2 separate regions of the Mus musculus genome follow, and region 2 is linked to region 1. Evidence: chromatin contacts called from public Hi-C data. All regions are on one chromosome and are shown on one strand. Each heading gives the region's core, a stretch centred on a gene start, on an enhancer-like site or on the middle of the called end of the contact. The rest is flanking DNA. Distances are from core to core; before and after follow the strand shown. Region 1 holds the start of St18 (suppression of tumorigenicity 18). Region 2 overlaps St18 (suppression of tumorigenicity 18).

Region 1 (3,502 bases), core at 444-2,943:
ACACAAATATGACTAAGAGAAGAGTGAACTGCTCTTGTGGGCAATGGTGATTTCCGCTAATTTGGCATAAGAAATCTATATTAATCTAATATTGTAGTAAGCCAAGAAGGCCACATAATAATCGCCACGGAGTAATTGAATATTTAGAATGAGAAAAAAGGGATCATGGATAATCTGAGGTTACAGCTAAAACTAGGATATTGTGCTGGTGATACTAGCAAATAAAAATTTTAAAGTTAGGGAAATTTCAACCCTAATTTCAATCCTATTTTCTATTCTGGATTTATATACTAAAAAATACTTCCTCATTATAAGGACATAATTATACCCAATATTTCTCCATCAAGATTTCTTTTTAATTTGTTGGGTTGTATACTGCCAATTAATCCATAAGGTAATATCACACCACCATTTTTGACGTTATTCCTAAAAATAAAACAAGACTAGAGCCATTACATGATACACTCTGCCTATTAGCTGCTGTGTTCTCTGAAACTGAAAGAAAAGATCAGAACACCCTTTCAGGAAACTTTGATTATTCCAATGTACATCAAAGGAAGCCTTCTTAACAGGTGTTTGGTTGACAACATAATATGAGCTAAGGTATTGCTCATCAAAGTATATAAAAGTTTTCCCTTAACAATATTTCACGGAAATCGTCCTTCTATGAAATTTTGTTCAAGGTTAGTGTTAAGTTTCTTGTTTTTCAGCTTTTAAAACATGACTTTGTAACTTCTGCGCAGTCTTCTGACATGCCCATCTATCAGAGATGAAGTGTTTCATCTTTTAAGGAGACTAGTTTTATTCAATCCTCTAAATATGCAAATGCAATAATTTATATGTCCAATTTATGAATTTAAACATCTTGACTGATCACAAACTTTTTCTCTTATGTGTAGCTAATACCAGTTTCTGATTTTTTTAGGAAGAATCCACAACCCCCCCTTTTAGATAATGGCTATCAATGCAAAATTACATTAACAACTCTTAGCACTGCCAAGGTTCAATTCTAAATAAAGACTTGTAGCACATGAGATCTCACTGATAATTTGTGTGACCTCAAATTTAGTTTTACTTTACTTTTTTTCCAGACAAAAAGTGTATTGTATCATATTAAGTATTTCCTATGGCCAATTCACACATTTCAGAAATATATATGAACAAAGGCAGTAGCTGACACAGCTTAAGCACAATTACACCATTTTATTCTGAACTCCTCAATATCGCTTTTTGGGAGGAGAGTGAGAAAGTGGGGGTGGGTGGTGGTGAGTGAGTTTCAAATCATGCCAGATGAACATCACAACAGAAAGCAAAGCAAAGCACAGTAAAACGACCATGAGCCCCTCAGCCTTTAGAAGCGACCCCCCACTCACCTACTCACCCACCCACCCACCCAATCAGAAACAAAAGTCACTATTAACAACTAAGACCTGAAACTTGCTCACTGTCTGAACTCATCGACATCAGGGTAAACAGAATGTGGTAAAAAAGTTTGAAACTTACTTTTTTGTGTTTGTTTCCAAAACTATTTCTCTTCTCTCTGGTGTGCTGACAGGAGACACTAAAGCTGTTGCCTTGAAAGGTAGTCTCCATGATATGACATCCAGTGCCTTTGACTGCTCGGAGATAAGCACCTGCGTGTAGCCCTCCTTACGTCACACCTCCCTATTCAGACCTTCTCAATATGATCCACATTTGCACATCAACAGCCTCATGCGCACACACAGATTTTTTTTCGGCTCTGGGCCCAAAACTTTCACTTTAATTTTCATCACATGATTGCTGTGGCATATGTCCTTCCAAACCGCCCATATATCAGTCATCATGCAAATGAGATGGAATATCACTCCTCTGCAGCAGATGGCCAGGGATGATAACAATGGCTCAACAGAGGAGATTCAATGTCCCTGACTTTATCGCCACGGCAACAACAACCTAAAATATATGTAATGGAAGTGGTGCTTATTAATTTTGCAGGCTCGAGTGTTCTGATTTTGTGAGTGAATGGGCTGAGTTAAAAAGGGGGCTGTGTCCTCCTGCCTCTAGAAGACTATCTATAAAAGCCAGGGACCTGGAAATTATTTTCAGTGACTAAGAAGGCAACAGCCTAGCAATTATTTGAGTAATTAGGTGTAATTCCTCCCTGTAGGCCTTGTACCCTCCTGCGCTTGCTTCACAGAAGCTCACGAATTAGACAGCACCGATACTGAAAAGAAAAGTGCCTCAAGATACAGCAGGAGAGCTTGCAGGAGCGCTGTCACTTGGCCTCCACCGGGCTTGGTAAACACAAGCCCCAAGCTATAAGTAAATAGAGGCCCCACTTCACAAACACAGACCAATTAAAATGACAAAGGCAGCCACACTTTGGGGTGGAGCTTAGCTTCCTTGTGAGTGGCACACAGAATAGTCTCTGGGTTCAGGCACAGAGCCTGTTTCCATGACTGGCTGTCAGGATTGGACAGGAACATACACATCTCTCACGCAGCAGGTTGTGCCTTTCTCATTAGGGCTCTCTTTTCTCCCACAAGGGTACTTTTATTACAGACTACAAGGGAATATTCCATAGATTTTTCCATTCCTAACTGCACTAAAAAATGTAAATCTCAGAAAAAAATTAATCAATTTTTCAAAATTTGCAACAAGCCCACGTGCAATTTAAGGCAACAACTAACAGACTGCCAGGCCCACTGGGGGCAGTTCTAGAACACACAGGGTTAAAGGAGATAGATGAGCTCTGAATATTATTCTGGAAACTTAAAAAAAAAAACGTTACTTACAACATTTCATATTGACTAGTAAACCACCTTCCTTCTTATAGGGCTGAAGCATATATCAAAACTTTCGAAGCTATAGTTTACTTTTCTCATTGCTTTTTTAAAAAGGCACTATAGAAGTACCTAGGACAGGAAAACTAGATTCTCCTGCTAATTTAAAAACAGACATTAATAAAGAACCTGGACTGCCCTGGAGGAGGGTAGCTGAAAGAAGTAAAAAAAGAACTCAAACTTTACATCTTCTAACTTGGCTAACCTCAGACACAGTCCTGGGTCCCCTTCCCTGGGAGTCCACTCTTCCCTGAGCACATCTGCTGCCCACAGTTGTAATGTTAAAATTCACAATTCTGTTTTAGAAAAAGAAAGAAAGAAAAAAAATGCTGGTCACAAAAACTAGTCACATATCACATAGAGATATGTCTACATCACCTAGAGAAATACTTGACAATCTAACTTTTAAAGTAATTACATTTCCAATTTTGGTATAGGCAGGTGCTCTGAGATTCATCTTTTTTCTAAAATGTTGTTTAGTATCAATTCATTGGTATTCTGCAATACATTTGGTACTTGACACAGTTGCCTAGTGCACAATCTCATTGCACTAGCTATTTGAAGTCAGCAGTCCACGGTGAGGGCATGTTAGGAGAAGTACCTTTCCAATGCAAAGCTCCCTATGCTGGGAATGTACAGCAAACATCAGCTTTACTTTAAGGAATTCTTATTGAGCG
Region 2 (3,922 bases), core at 430-2,929, 90 kb before region 1:
TTTAAAAAGGAACAGACTGGCAAGAAACCACTTAACGGTTAGTCAACTCTGTGTGACTTACTTGACATCAGTGATCTGATAGAACCTGGAGGTAAAACCTCCAGGGGGAAAGGAGCACTCTGAGGAGCAGGAAAATACGGACATGTGCACATGGATGGCACTCATCCTAGCACGGCCAGCCAGATGCTTCAGCGTGAAAAACGGTAGTAGCAGACCCCACTTTCTATAAGACAGCATTTTAGTCAATTGGAAAACACTAGGAAGAATGACATTACAGGATTTCTAGAACCAGGTATCTCTATAATACTCTTAAAATGGAAAAATAAATTAGATCTTTAAAATGTCAATTTAAAAATAATGTTTTAAAATCCCTCAAAACCTTCTTCTGTATCAGTAATTTGGGACTGGTATTATGAATTCAGAGAGCCTGGTATTTCTCTGTATTTTTAGAGGATATATTTTTCTTTGTTTAAGAACCTCATTTGTTTAAAGATTGTTTTGAGTGGATTTTGGCAAGCACCTCTTCCTGGGGCTTACTTGGCTTGGCTTTTTCCAGAAGCTAATTCTGATTCTTCTGTCAAATGCCCGGTGGCACTGTGTTACCTGCTCTCCTGAAGGCCTGGCACAGCACAGGCACGCAGCTGACCACACAAGGACAGGGCTGCCCTTAAAGGGAAACACCTCTGTTTGCACTGCATAGGTTTCAGGGTTCAATATTGCCTCAGGAACTCCCCTATTTTAAGCAGGAGTAAAATCTGTAACAGAATGTTTGGGGACTCTATGTGGGCAAGTTTCTAGACTTGTTATTTCAATAGGTGATATGGTTTTTTTTTTTAAGTGAGACTGTATGTGTAAACAGGAGCTATTGCCTCCCAGTGTGAGAAACGCTGAGCCCTTACAGCCTCCTCTGTGGCCCACTGGGCCTCAAGTCTGATATGCTTCTGTGATGAGAAGGACGACGAGCAGAGACATGTGTGCACGTCATTATGAGATGAACACCTGTTTCTCACAGTTGGGAAGGAGAGGCTGCGGAAAATAGGATTAATCTCATGGGAAGCACTGTGTTCACAAAGGTCCTAGAATTTGGTTCTGGACTTAGTGCTCAAGTGCCCTGATCTCCTGAGTCTGGGAAGTCACCCTATCTGTCCTCACTGTGGGTCTTTAGAGAACACGACAACCTAGATGTCCTCATGCTATGAAGTGTGACATGTACAACACAATGTCACCATCAGTTTCAAAACTGTTCCACCAGCCAATGTTCCGAATAGCTCTGATCTGAACACAGTGAACAGCTTCCACGGTAGAGACACATTTTAACAGTAACTCTCATTCCTTGTTCACCAAATGCCTGAGAACAGAAACGATGATAAAATTCTTTTCAAGCAGCTTCCTAAGTCACTGCTCCCTGAATTACATATCACCAAGAGAAGCACACATTTCTCCCTTGAACTCAATAAGAGTTCATCCCTGCTTGGGTAGGGAGTTGGGGCCATGAACGGACGCAGTTGAGAACATGAAAGGCAGTTGATTCTCTTGGCTCCATTGCTGGCCCATCTTCCAGGCTCTTGGCCTGGCTTACCTTGGCACGCAGGCTTTGTGGTTTGTTGGAGAGGATGTCTGTGGCTTCCCTGCAGCGGGTGGAAAGGTTCAGGATGGCAGCAGCTGCTGCTATGTGGGTGTCTTCACTGTACTGACCATGGCCATAAGAGCTGGCACGGACTGTGCTCTGTGTGTGGGCGCCAGCACTAGGCAGTCCATTAGGAAATTTCACTGGATTTGAAAAATGCTTTGCTGTTGAAGAGAGATTTGATTAGCAATTGCATGTACGTGGTGGCTTCAGTTACCAAAGATTTTTTTTTAAGACAGAACTTCTATGATTAAAATACTCAAATAATAAATTAAAGCAGAAACATTATCTGTTGGTATGTTAATTGGAAGTTACTTAGCTGGATTTCATCAGATTCACAAAGCTGATGATGAAAGGGGCCTATTCTCTTAAGTTCTTGTATTTTCACTATAGGTGACAGAAACTCCATCACTAATGTTACAGGGCACCACATCCTGCAAAAGCTCAGGACAGGTATGTGAAAGGGCTGAGAACCATGGCTTGGGAGTGTGCCTGCTCTCATAGTGGTTTCTACTAAACATAGGTTGCATTTTTATTACTCAGAATGCATACTTGTTCTATACTTAACTGGGACAGAGTCCTCAGTGAGCTGAGCAGGGTACACAGAGGGCCTGCACTCAAGGTGAAGAGAAAGACCATTGAGTCACCAAGGGAAACTTTCTGAGTTTTGTTGTTGGTATCATAGCTTTTCTGAGGGACATAATTATGCAATTCTTTCTCCACCGTGGGCTGTTTGTGAGCACTACTCATGGTATGGGAGAAACACAAAATGTAAAGATACAGAAACACTTACTGTTAGTTTTATATTATACGGTACATATTTTAAAGATCTGCCCATTTTTAAATAAAAGATATTATTGAATATTATTCTTTTAAGTACAAGGAAACAAAATTTGTTACTAACTCTGTTAAGGATTTTACAATCAATAACTGAACAATATGCACCAACAGTGCACTCTTCATTCACTTTCATGTGAATTAAGTATGTATGTACATGCATACATTGTGTGTATATATATTAAAATATTTACACAAATTAGACTGATAGATAAAAACATTATGTGTGTACGTAATTTTTTTCTGAGTCTACCAAATTGTCAATAGCTACTCAGGTTTGATGGGACCTCTTTTGAACAAGTCTAGGTAGATTTTATTTAATGTACCCATCAATGATTGACGAATACCTTTCAAATTTGTGGACCTCTTTCAGGGCGATACAGGGAGAAAACCTAGACTTTGCACATGCAACACACTCCATCTATAGGTTGCATCCCTATCCCCATTGCCAAGTTTTAGGTAGACTTCTAGGTAGCCTTCTATGTTCCTGCAATTGCAAGTCAACAATGACACAAATGAAGCAAATACTAGACTCACCAGATGCTCACACCATTCAGGTAAAAGGTTGAAGTGAGTCATAGATTTTTAAGTATGTAAAAAATGTGTATCGCACAGAGGACTCCAATGGGTGTGTGCTTCTTATTGAAGGTGCATTACCCATCATTTTCTGCATTTGTTCCCAACACCTACCTGTTCATCTCTTCATTAGCATACTTAAGAGAAATGTTTAAGCAAGACCATCAAGTCTTTATACTCTGTATAGCCATTCAGTTCAGTCTTCTCCATGAATGTGTCAGAATTAACAAGAATACTATTTAACCTGTTTTAAAGGTTTTTGTATTAATTCTTAAACTTACTAATGAACATTTTGACAGTTATCTATTTTTATCCTAGTAAGTTTCAGATTCCTGAATTGAGTTCCTTGGATTTTTCAGCTTTTTCTAGCTTTGGTCTGATGGCTTTTGTTGATTTCATTAATATTTTAAACAGTGTGACATATTTTATCTTATTATGTTGCTATAATCATAACATAAATTGAAATAATGTAATAGCTGTTGTAGCCTTCAATACATTTACCATGATCCTAATTATCTCTTTAGCACTGTTACAGTTAGATTCAATAATGGCACTGTCTCACAGCACTTGGGAGGCAGAGGCAAGCAAATTTCTGAGTTCGAGGCCAGCCTGGTCTACAGAGTGAGTTCCAGGACAGCCAGGGGTTACACAGAGAAAAACTGTCTCAAAAAAAAAATAATGGCACTATCTTTGAAATAACTAATAATTTATAATATTTGGTGTAACATTGTCATAAATTTAGTAATAAGGGTTAACTTACTTATTTCACTATTCTTTCCTGTCATGTCTAAGGAGGACATTACATATTTGTATAATATATAATATAATAAACCTCTACATAGATGCTCTTTGGGATAATGAGTGTTAGTATTCAAATTTGAA

Evidence for each region. A called contact is a pair of places that touch in the nucleus more often than the background predicts.
Region 2: a contact with region 1 is called in a Hi-C map of cerebellum, with 2.2 times the contacts expected there. The contact joins the enhancer-like site here to the promoter of St18 in region 1. A contact is called at or near these places in 5 of 484 Hi-C or Micro-C datasets (brain, cerebellar granule neurons and cerebellum) and 3 of 9 other capture datasets (adipose tissue, liver and pancreatic islet).

What each region holds. Positions count from the first base shown.
Region 1 is chr1:6,728,242-6,731,743 of GRCm38.p6, reverse strand. It overlaps St18 (suppression of tumorigenicity 18), which reads right to left and starts at 1,693. Exons shown (of 22, transcript NM_173868.2): 1 at 1,504-1,693.
Region 2 is chr1:6,817,803-6,821,724 of GRCm38.p6, reverse strand. It overlaps St18 (suppression of tumorigenicity 18), which reads right to left. Exons shown (of 22, transcript NM_173868.2): 11 at 1,580-1,791. Among named protein-coding and RNA genes, the nearest start is that of St18, 90 kb to the right of the region's middle. Within about 2 kb of position 1,679, at least 10 of the 459 cell types and tissues checked have an H3K27ac peak or open chromatin away from gene starts, as enhancers often do. A contact at or near this core is called in cerebellar granule neurons and cerebellum, where this site is marked.